Linked DNA regions of Sus scrofa: region 1 is linked to region 2. The links are chromatin contacts, called in public HiChIP or PLAC-seq maps. All regions are on one chromosome and are shown on one strand. The core of a region is the stretch at or near the end of the contact, and the rest is flanking DNA. Distances in the headings are between cores, read along the strand shown. Region 1 holds the start of ARRDC2 (arrestin domain-containing protein 2). Region 2 holds the start of RAB3A (RAB3A, member RAS oncogene family).

The links. HiChIP or PLAC-seq counts read pairs in DNA pulled down with a chosen protein or histone mark.
Region 1: an H3K27ac HiChIP or PLAC-seq map of alveolar macrophages shows a contact between it and region 2. The contact joins the promoter of ARRDC2 here to the promoter of RAB3A in region 2. A contact is called at or near these places in 1 of 47 Hi-C or Micro-C datasets (heart right ventricle) and 1 of 2 datasets of contacts at active chromatin or transcription factors (alveolar macrophages).

Annotation. Positions count from the first base shown.
Region 1 is chr2:59,777,171-59,782,830 of Sscrofa11.1, reverse strand. It overlaps ARRDC2 (arrestin domain-containing protein 2), which reads left to right and starts at 4,331. Exons shown (of 8, transcript XM_003123504.4): 1 at 4,331-4,934. The coding sequence starts at 4,676. KCNN1 (small conductance calcium-activated potassium channel protein 1) reads left to right here. Exons shown (of 12, transcript XM_005654901.3): 12 at 2,205-2,821. The coding sequence ends at 2,459.
Region 2 is chr2:59,600,842-59,606,771 of Sscrofa11.1, reverse strand. It overlaps RAB3A (RAB3A, member RAS oncogene family), which reads right to left and starts at 2,383. Exons shown (of 4, transcript NM_001123179.1): 1 at 2,156-2,383; 2 at 106-224. The coding sequence starts at 2,383.

The sequences.
Region 1 (5,660 bases), core at 3,082-5,581, 170 kb before region 2:
TTGGGCAAACTCTCAGAATATTTGTCACACTATTCTGAACTCCCGTCTGACCAATGGCATACCTTTCACAAATAGTTCGAGTGTGAACTTTGCTAATTGGCTCCATCTCCTGATCAGTTAATCTATCTGAGCCTAATTTAATGTTATCTTTAGAAAATGTTAAGTCCTCTGCTATCTTATACTCGTCACATTTTGGACTCACTCTCTTTTATCATTAGCAAGAGAATGCAATTTAATACTACTAACCTACACAAACTTAATTTGGAAGGGAGCATTACAGAGGAAAAAACATATTCTAGAACCCCAAAGAAATAATTCAACTGATAGTAGAAAGAGCATAATCCTAAACTCATGTAGAAATCCTTAGCCAGGTGTTCCTGCTGTGGCGCAATGGGATCGGTGACGTCTCTGCAGTACCAGGATACAGATTCAATCCTTGGCCCAGCACAGGGGGTTAAAGGATCCAGCGCTGCCACAGCTGTGGCACAGGTCACAACCGCTGCTCGGATACGATCCCTGGCCCAGGAACTCCATATGCCATGAGGTGGCCAAAAAAAACAAAACAGAAATCCTTAGCCAATTAATTTGATGTCATATGAGATTATACCTCTAAATACATATCAAATGCCTTTGAAAATCTCAAGTACTAAATGGTTTTCGATGGTCTATATCACACTTTATTATATGATTAAAATGTGAATTTCTAGGAGTTCCCGTCGTGGCTCAGTGGTTAACGAATCCAACTAGGAAACATGAGGTTTCAGGTTCGATCCCTGGCCTTGCTCAGTGGGTTAAGGATCCATCATTGCTGCAAGCTGCGGCATGGGTTGCAGATGCAGCTCAGACCCAGGGTTGCTGTGGCATAGTTACCAGCAGCTGCAGCTCCAATTCAACCCCTAGCCTGGGAACATCCATATGCTGCAGGTGCAGCCCTAAAAAGGACAATAACTTAATTAATTAAGTTAATTAAAATTAAACTTTAGAGAGGGCCAAAAAGAGTAGGGTGCCTCCTCCAGATGTTACCCTCTGGCCCTGGGGACTGTGTGGCCGCACGAGGCAGGCTGGGGTGCGAGTCTCTGGCCCTAGGAGGGGCCCAGAGCCGGGTGTTCACCCTCGCATGAGGTTGGCCAAGCAGTAACAGGAAAGGGTAGAAGGCACAGACCAGGTAAAGGCATGGGGATGGAGAGAAGAGGCTGCAGGTTCATTGTGGTAAGAAGGAGCTCTGGTGTGAATGACCTGTCTCCCTCCCACAGAACGAGAAGCCAGGGTGGGGGTGAGGGGTGACACAACCCCTTAAATCCTCCAAGCTGAGGTCCAGGGCTGCTGGTGAGCTTCGGTCCCCCTGGACAGTCGGTCTGCGCGGAGCTAGGCTGACACGGAACGGTGTTCTGGCGCCACCTGGTGGCCATAGTGGCGTCTGCACCGAGGGCTATCCCTGCATGGCTGGCCCCCCACTCCATCCCTGCGACTGGGGGCCTATCTGGACACTGGCAGAACCAGCCCCTGCTTGCTGTGTTAGGGGGAGCAGTCTAGGTGACAGGGGTGTCCCACCACCTGCTGTGACTGTAACTGTGTCTGTTGTGTTCCCTTCTCTGATTGGGTCAGATCCTTGGGGTGGTCCCCTCTCCCCCTCTCCCCCTATTCCCTTTCCAGTCTAATGTGAGGAGCGGGGGACAGTTTGCAACTGAGCCTTCTCCCCCTCGACCTAGACCCCAGCCTGGAGCAACATCAGCCCAGAATCATCCAAGACCACCTTCTGGCTTTATGTGCCATGAGGCTAGTACCTCCCCTCAGGGCTGCTCTGGTTCCATCCACTTGTCCCCAGGATTTCCTTTGACCTTCCCCTCATCTGCTGGCCCTGAGCCTGGCATTTGAGACTTGTCTTTCAAGAATTCCCTGATGGCACAGCAGGTTAAGGATCTGGCATTGTCACTGCAGCGGCTTGGGTCACGGGTGTGTGGGTTCGACCCCTGGCCCAGGAATTTCCACATGCCACAGGCATGGCCAAAACAAAAACAAAAACTCCTGTCTCTCCCCTTGCCTCTTCTCCCACCATTCCTTTTGGCTGGGCTGGTGGTGCCCTCACAGTTGCCCCTCATTTGGGTCCCCTTATCAGGGCTGTTCTGCCATCTCTCTCTGTGTCCATCCCTCCCTCTCTCTCACCTGGCCTCTCCTCTCTCTCCAACCCTCTCTGTCTTTGGCAGACCCAGAATGTCATGTACGACCTCATGTCCGAGCTGCATGCCCAGCACGAGGAACTTGAGGTCCGCCTGGCTGCCCTCGAAAGTCGCCTGGATGCATTGGGCACCTCCCTGCAGGCCTTACCCGGCCTCATCGCCCAAGCCATACGCCCGCCCCCACCACCCCTGCCTCCCCGGCCTGGCCCCGGCCCCTCGGACCAGGTGACTCGGAGTTCCCCACACCGGTGGCCACCCGTGGCCCCTTCAGACTGCGGGTGACGGCCCTGCCTGCCACCAGACCCCTCAATCTTGGCCATCGTGTGGCCGCCACCTCCATGCCATCCGGGAAGCCCTGTACAGTGGCGCCTCTTGGAGTTCAAGGAGCCGAAGCTGAGTTGGGCTGAGTGGACTGGGGCCCGCCCCACCACGCCCCTCCTAGACTGTCCGGGCAGAGGGCAGGGCCAGACCGCAGGTGAGAGCAGGGGTGGGCCACTGACCACCGCTTCCTCCCTGACTGGAGCTGCAGGAGCCCGGAGCTTCCTCTAGTCCCCCGGCCCCCTGGCTCTCCCTAGGCCCCTGGTGGGTGTGGAGCAGCCAGGAGAGGGGTCCTTGCCAGTTCCAAATAAAGCAGGACCCACCCAGCTGCTGCCTGTTGTGTGTGGCTGGGGGCGCACCCGTAATCACATAACATGGGAGGTGGACATCCGACCCCAGGGCCCAGACAGGATTTGGGGGTCACAGTGAGCCCATCCCATCACTATCCTAGCCTGGCAGACTCCTGGACCTGAGTTCAGTCAGGGACAACTCCCTGAGGACATCTACATCAGTCCCACCTGGCCCCAGTAGGAGGCCCCTCCAGAGGGCATGGCCCAGGAGTTCTTCCTGTGGCTTAGTAGGTTAAGAACCCAAATAGCATCCCTGAGGATGCAGGTTCAATCCCAGGCCTTGCTCAGTGGGTTAAGGATCCAGCATTGCCACGTCATAGGTTGCAGCCACAGCTCAGATCTGGCATTGCTGTGGCTGTGGCTGTGGTATATAGGCTGGCAGATGCAGCTCCAATTTGACTCCATATGGAACTTCCATATGTCGTGGGTGTGGCCCTAAAAAATATGAGTAAATAAATAAATAAGTGGAGGGCATGGCCTGGCCTGCAGGAGGCAGCAGATAATCGGGAGGTCCTTCCATCTGGCTTTGCTGGAGCACCCACTATGAGCCAGGCTCCAGTAAGTACATGAGTAAGGAGGGCCATCCAGTCTTCAGGACCTGACCATAATTGGACCGGGAGACTCAGAGAAGTGAAGCCACTTACCGAATGAGGGAGATGGGGAGCCAGGGATTAAATTGGGGGTTCTACAGGTCAAGAGGAATTGGTGGAGGGCTCTCCATGGGGAGAAGAGTGGTGTGATCCTGGGGTGAGAGAGGACCTCCTGGGGTAGGATGGAGAGGAAGTTTCCAAACAAGTAGAATCAGGTCCCCTCAGGCCTTGGGCTCAGAATGCTGGAGTCGGGTTGGGGTGCCAGGCACTTGGCAGATGCTGGGCCCTGGGTGGAGAGGGAGGCTAATCTGGGCCCAGCTGAGAGCCCAGGCGCTGGCAGCCTCTGATAAGGCCAGGGGCCATCTGTTTGGGGATGATAGGATGGGCCCAAGAGTAAGAGTGTCTGGGGAGGTGTCAGTGGTGAGTGGTCAGACATGGGTTCAAGCCAGACTGTGCCACCGCTGGGTGCTTCTGGCCAGTGGTTGCCCTTCTGGGAGCCTCAGTTTCTTCTGTAAGATCAGGTGCCAGAGAATAGGGCACAAGGCTCACCCCTGGGAGCACTCAGGCTGATGGAGGAAGCACAGTAAACACACAGCAGTTGCAAACACAGCGACCAGAATCATAAAGAAATAAGCCCATAGCATGACTCTGAGGAGGTGACATTTGGGCGAGGGTGGGTACATTGGAGAAGGGCGTTCCAAGTAACAAAACAACCAGTGCAAAGGCCAAGAGCCAAGATCCGAGTTTGGTGTGTCTGGGGAACAACCAGATGGTGGCAGGGAGACCAGGGAGGAGGCTGGGGCGGCGCCCGGTCCAAAGGTGCCGGGTAGGGGACGAATGAGAACACAAGACAGCCGGGTAGCACCACGCCATCCACATCCGCCCCCGCCCGCCTCTGACTCAACAGCGCCTACCCTGCGAAAGCAGGGCCCGCCCGGCGCTGAGGGGTAGCAAAGTCAGCCGCGCCAGCACGCCGGCGGCAGGTCCCCTGAGGCCCGGGCGCGTCACGAGGCGGACGCGGAGAATCAGGAAGTCAGCCAACTCCGCGCCGGCCGGCGGCGCCCGCACAAGTTCGTAGAAGGAGGAGAAAGCTTGGGGGGCACCCGGAGGCGGCGGCGGCAAGGACCAGCGCTGAGACCTGGGAGGCCTGCAGACGCTCCCCAGCGGCGCGCCCGGCCTCCGCGGGCCCGACGGGCCCCCGCCGGGCGCGTCCTCCCCGCCGTGGGCCCCGGCCCGCGCCATGCGCCCGGGGGGCGTGCGCAGCTTCGTTCTGGAGCTGGCGCGGGGCCCGGGCGGCGCGTACCGCGGCGGGGAGCGGCTGTGCGGCCGGGTGCTGCTGGAGGCGGCCGCGCCGCTGCGGGTGCGAGCGCTCGAGGTGGCGGCCCGCGGCTGGGCGGCCACGCACTGGCTCGAGGGCCGAAGCGTGGGTATAAACGCCGTGTCCAGCGACTACGCGGCTGCCGAGACGTACTTGCGGCGGCGGCAGCTGCTCCTCCGAGGTGAGCCCCTCCAACCCCCACCCCCAAGCCAAGATACCCCGGGACCTTCTTCCGAGGAGTGGGCCCCCCTCTCCGGAGCCAGCCTTTCGACTTAGAGGCTGTGCAGTTGGGTGATCCTCCTCATGAAGTGGAGACCTCTTCCCCGGGGTGTGGACCTTCCTACCGGGACATCCACGCACCTACCCACTTCCTAAACCCTCTTTCCCAGGAATCCCTCCCAGGATCTGGGTGCACCCCATTCAGAGCCGGACAACCTCGACTTAGAGGTTTGCAGTGGAGACACCCCACCCCCTCACCCTCCACCACACACGCACTAAATGGGAGTCTGGGTGAATCCCTGGGTGGAGCTGGGAAATCCTTTCTGGATCACAAGATGCCACGTTAGCCCCAGGCCTGGGACCTCTGATTCCCAAAGAAGGGCCCTGTCTCATGTACTGTCAGTGCTCTTTCCCAGTGTTTGAAGGAAGGGCTCTTCACAGGGTTGGGGGTTCTGGTGGTGTTTGCACATGAGAGGGTAGGACTGTATCCTAGGCAGGGAGGAGACTTGGGCTGGCAGTCTTAGGTCTTGGACATGGCCTTCCCTTGCCCTGAACCTGAGATCCCAACCCTCAGGCTGTACAGCCAGTCAGGAGCAGAACAGGGGCCACAGAAGGAGTAAGTCTGTGTCACAATATGGTACTGTGTGGCTGAGGAAGATGCTAGACTCTCTGGGCTGCCCTGACCACC
Region 2 (5,930 bases), core at 1,134-3,633:
TATATTTCTGATAGGGGGCTGGGGCTCCCTAGTCTCAGGCTGCACCCCAGGCTTTGCATCAAGCCTGGCTTGAAAACCACCTGAGAGTGGGTGGGGCATGCTCACCAGTCCTGCACTGCATTGAAGGACTCTTCATTGGTGATGTCATACATGAGGATGAAGCCCATGGCGCCCCGGTAATAGGCTGTCGTGATGGTCCGGTACCGCTCTTGCCCCGCTGTGTCCTGGGGAAGAAGAGATGAGTGGCAGAGAGGACACACACAGAAGCTCCTAAGAGTGGAAATGAACTCTGAAATCATCCACCCCCTTGAGGCCCAGAGGAGTAGGGGCTTGCCTAGGAGCACAGTGGGTCAGGGAGAGTGAGTAGGCTGCCTGCACCGGGAATGTGGTACCCAGTCATCCCAAGGTAGCTACAGAATCGTTCCTTCATTCATTCAGCACATATGTGCTGGGCACTGACCTGTGCCAGGCACTAGGGACCTAGGTGTTAACAAAATGGACCAGGGAGTAGAGTTCCTGTCGTGGCTCAGTGGTTAACGAATCCAACTAGGAACCATGAGGTTGCAGGTTCGATCCCTGGCCTTGCTTAGTGGGTTAAGGATCTGGCATTGCCGTGAGCTGTGGTGTAGGTTGCAGACGCGGCTCGGATCCCGCGTTGCTGTGGCTCTGGTGTAGGCCGGCAGCTACAGCTCCGATTGGACCCCTAGCCTGGGAACCTCCATATGCCGCAGGAGCGGCCCTAGAAATGGCAAAAAGACAAAAAGACCAAAAAAAAAAGCACCAGAGAGTTCTCTTGTGGCACAAATGGTTAAGGATCTAGCGTTGTCACTGCAGTGGTTTGGGCTGCCACTGTGGCATGGGTTCAACCCCTGGCCTGGGAACTTCCACATGCCCCTGGGTGTGGGCAAAAAACAAAAACCAATAGCATCGGGATTGAGATGGCAGAGGAGTAAGACAAGGTACTCATCTTCTCCAATGAACACATCAAAAAAAACAAAACAAAAACAAAAACCCATCTACATGTAGAAAGATTCGTACAAGACATCTACTGAATGCTGACAGAAGATCTTAAACCTCCAAAAAGGGCAAGAAACCCACCACATAACTGGGTAGAACAAAAGAGGAAAAAGAGAGAGAGAGACAAAAACAAAACAAAAAACCAAAATAGACCAAAATCAGGAGTTCCTGTCATGGTGCAGCGAAAACAAATCCACCTAGTATCCAAGAGGATGTGGGTTTGATCCCTGGCCAAGCTCAGTGAGTTGGGGATGTGTTGCCATGAGCTGTGGTGTAGGTTGCAGATATGGCTTGGATCTGGCATTGCTGTGGCTGTGGTGTAGGCAGGCAGCTGCAGCTCTGATTAGACCCCTAGCCTGGGACCCTCCATATGCTGAGGGTGTGGCCCTAAAAAGACAAAAAAAAAAAAACAAAAAACAAAAAACTTGAAGGATGAGGGAGGGAGCCCTGCAGAGATAAGAAGAAAGGTAATCCAGGCAGAAGGCACAGCCCAGGGAAAGGCCCAGATGTGGACTATGTCTGGTATATTTGAGGAACAGTGAGACAGTGAAGAGGCTGAGGTAGAGATGGAGGGATACAAATGAGATTGGGTATCAACAAGGATAGACCACACAGGATCTTAGCCAGGGGGAGAAGGCACAGGTTTAACCCAGATGAGGTGGGAGCCTTGGCAGAACTGTGAACAGAGAAGGGATGGTTCTGACTTTGGATTTAGCAGGCTCCCTCATGTCTCAGAGGCACTGAGGGAGGTGGCTAGAGGAGCCTGTTCCTGTCTCGGAGAATGAGGTGGGGGGGGGGGTCAAGATTTCTCTGAAACCTCATACAGAGCCACATGGAGGAAGCTGAAGATGGGGAGAGAAGCTGAGGCACCAAGCAAATGATGTGTCCAATGATGTCAGAGGTAGGAGAGGACCTACCTGGCATTTGCTACTTCCCCACCCTTGGAGAGCACCGATGACACACTGAAAGAACCGAGATACCCTCTTCTGTGCCTCTATCCTGTGGTACACAGTAAGGGCCTGAAAAAATGCTCAGTGTGTAATGAATGAATCTAGACAGGAAAGCAATAGGGAAAGCTGGGCTGCTCTTTGGGACAGAGAGGGAGTGATGGAGACAGAATTCCCCCAGCTGGACCCACCCAGATCTGCAGCTTGATCCTCTTATCATTCCGGTAGATGGTCTTGACCTTGAAGTCGATTCCTACAGTGCTGACAAAGGCAGGCGTGAAGGAGTCGTCTGCATAGCGGAAGAGGAAGGATGTCTTGCCCACACTGCTGTTTCCAATGATGAGGATCTTAAACATGTAGTCAAAGTTCTGGTCCGAGGACTCCTTCTGCCCATAGCGCGAGTCTGTGGCAGATGCCATCTGGGGGTACGGGGCATAGGCGAGCGTGAGAGGGTCGCCCTCCAACTCCAAACGCCCAAGCCCAGACTCAGGATGGAAGAACTCCAGAGCTCCCAGAGTGAGACAGAGATTACCTTTATCCCGTCAGGAGCCCCAGTACTAATGGTGGGGCCCACAGCAGAGGGCGGGCCTTGACCTTGAAAGGCCCAAGGTTTCAGGGGAGGACTTTCAGACCGAAAGGGATGGAGACATCGCTGCAGGCCGGAGCCCCTGGTCCGACAGCAACCTAAGCCCTACAGCTGTGCCTAGGGGAGTGACTGCGGCCGGCCCCGCCCCCTATCAATCATTCACGTTCCTCAGAACTGAGCGGCGCTAGCGCACGTGCACACGCGTGTACGGTACCCGCGGGGACGCGTATCTGCAGTCCTCCCAGATTCCCAGGCTGGGAGAGCTCGGGCTGAAGCAGCTACCCCACGTGATAGGAGCAGGGCGTGCTCACGCTCACGTGCACACAGCAGGGCACACACCAGGGCACATTCGTGCATATCTGAGCATCGAACACACTCGGCGCACAGGACAGAGGCAGACACCTGTCTGCACACCGACATGCATATACCAATGAGCAAATCCACCCGTGCGCACTGTGTCCTCCACCTATGCAGCCGAGTACACGTCACCCACATGGGCACGCATCTCTGTACATGTATGCACTTTGCTGTGCACGCACACGCATAGTCCACGCGTCCCCCTCCACACGCGTGCAACATGCACAAACTTGAGTAGGGAAACCCGGGGGGGTCACAAGAGCATACCCTGGGACCCAAGCAAGGGTACACACAAATCGGCCGGTACAGGCGGGCGCGCACACGCGTGTGCACACCACGCGCACGCGCACGCATGGAGCCTCCCGCGCGCACAGCTTCCCGCAAGGCACCCGTCTCGTCTCCCCTCCCCCTCCGCCGCAGAACCGGGGTGGAGAGGTGGGGGTGGGGAGGAGGATCCAGCAGGTAAGGGGAACCTACCCCTCCCCAGGCTCGCGACCGCCGCATCCTTCCCCTCATTTAACACCTGCCAACCTCGTCTCTCACCCCAGCCAGCCCATCAGTCAAATGAAGGTTATGTAGGTACTCCGAGCGGGAGTGCACAGGGACACTCGGGAGCTCACCTTGCCCTGCAGTGATGTGGTGGTGACCCTAGCGGTGGCGACGGGGCCCCCAGTGCGTTGATGTGGGGCTGCGCGGCAGCGGAGGCGGCGGCAGCGGCTCAGGCCCCTGCAGTCCTTGGTGACGTCCTGCAAAGAGCAGGGCGGGGCCTCACATGCAGATACGGCCGTGACGCCATCCTGGGGCGGAGCCACGCATTGAGATAGGGTCCACTGTCACACGCAGAGCGGGGAGGGGCGAGGCTCCCCACGCAGATTGACGCGAGAATGGGGCGGGGCCCAGCGAGCGCATCCAGTAGCTAGCGAAAGCAGTGCCGGAGGGGAGGAATCGCCTGCTGGGGCCACCTCTCTCCAGTGTTAGGGAGGCGGGGTTTCACGGCGCCTTATGATTGGCTTAAGTGTTCAAGCGATTTGCTAAATAGCCAATAAAAGATTGTCACGGCCCTCCTCTCGTCCAGCGTTGGTTCCCGAGTGGTTGAAGGGCGGAGAGGTTGAGGCTTTGGCGGAGCCTTGGTCTTCTGGGGGCGTTCCCCTTCCCCACCCCCGCGCACCCCAGGTCCGGGATCAGGGGGTCCCCGCCCAGTCCTGAGTGCCGTGACCTCTCGTTAAACACCCCAGTTTCAGAAAAAAGGAACCGAGAAGATGCTCCATGTCTCCTATTTCAAAATAAGTGCAAAAGAAGAAAAAACAGAAATAGGGGTAAAGATAGACCCTGTCTAATTTCTGAGATGTTAGATCCCCAAAGGGAGCCGGGCTGGTGGATGCTCCACCCTGTTAATGAGATGGAGAAAGAAGCAATTGGGACCAAGAGAGCCACCCTTCCCCAATTCCCAGAAGGAAGGAAAGAGCTGATGGACGCTCCGGGAACCCCTCTCGTTCCTGTGCCCCATTTTCCAGAGAAAAATTCGAAGAAATGGCGGAAGCAGGGCGGAGAGACGGCCTGTCCCCCAAACTCGCAAAGCCTGCAGTAAAAGGCATGGGAAACAGGGAGGATACGAACAAGGTTTAAAAACCAACAATAACGATGCAGGGTCGGAGATGCTTTACCCCTCCCTGGTTCCTGAGTTAAGAGACGGAGACTCAAGAATCCTCCCTCCTCCTTCCTGGCAAAAGGAGACTCAGAGATGGAGTTTGGGGTCAAAGATGTTCCACCGTTTTTCCGCCAAATCTTGTGAAAAAGTCAGAATGAGGAGGGGGGCGGTGGAAGAAGGAGACCTTGGCCCCCACTGCCGATCGCTGCCTCGCCAACTCCGGTCCCCACACCCGGCAGGGAGCGCGTGGCCCCAGGAAAATTCTGATCTCCCTGATTCCTCCTCAGGAGACGAGGGGCGGGGCCTGCTCTGTTTATAAAAAGCTCTCCAGCTGCAGAGGCTCCTAGATACCAGAATAACCTCGCGCCTAGAAGCCGCCCCCAGCCCCCTGGAAGTGCTCCCTCCCGCCCTCCTTGTAATTGGGAAATCTGTTGGGGTTTCTTTTCCCTAAAAGTAGCATTTGTGTCCCTCTCCCTCACTCTGACCATGAAAGTATCACAAACCTACTACGGAGAATTAGGAAATTTCAAAAAACATCGTAAATAAATATAAAATCCACCTGCAATATCCGCCTCCCAGAGGACAGCAGTAGAGTTCCCACTTTGGGCTAGGAGAGGTGGGGGCCGGGGGGGAGGGGCGCCTCTGGGCGCGGCCGCGGTGGAGATGAGGGCGCACGTGGCCGCTAGGCTCCCTAATTTCCCAAGTGCATATTTTGGGCTTTGTACATGGAGAGAACAAGGAAATACCTACTTATCCCCCGCCCCAAGGGTAAACACTCACAGCAATATGTACCACCTTCTGCACAAAGGAATTTGTATTTTAAAATAAAAATAAAATAAAAATAGTGGAAGGCCTCCATTGTTAAGAATGAAGCTCTGGAGTTTCCTTCGTGGCTCAGCGGTTAAGGAACCCGACTAGCATCCGTAAGGACTCCGGTTCGATCACTGGCCTCACTCAGTGAGTTAAGGATCTCGCGTTGCCATGAGCTGTGGTGTAGGTGGCAGACATGGCTCTGATCCCGAGTTGCTGTGGCTCTGGAGTATTGGCTACAGCTCTGACTGGACCCCTAGCCCAGGAACCTCCATGTGCCACAGATGTGGCCCTAAAAAGACAAAAAGGCAAAAAAAAAAAAAAAAAAAAAAAAATGGGGAGTTCCCGTCGTGGCGCAGTGGTTAACGAATCCGACTAGGAACCATGAGGTTGAGGGTTCGGTCCCTGCCCTTGCTCAGTGGGTGAACGATCCGGCGTTGCCGTGAGCTGTGGTGTAGGTTGCAGACGCGGCTCGGATCCTGCGTTGCTGTGGCTCTGGCGTAGGCCGGTGGCTGCAGCTCCGATTCGACCCCTAGCCTGGGAACCTCCATATGCCGCGGGAGCG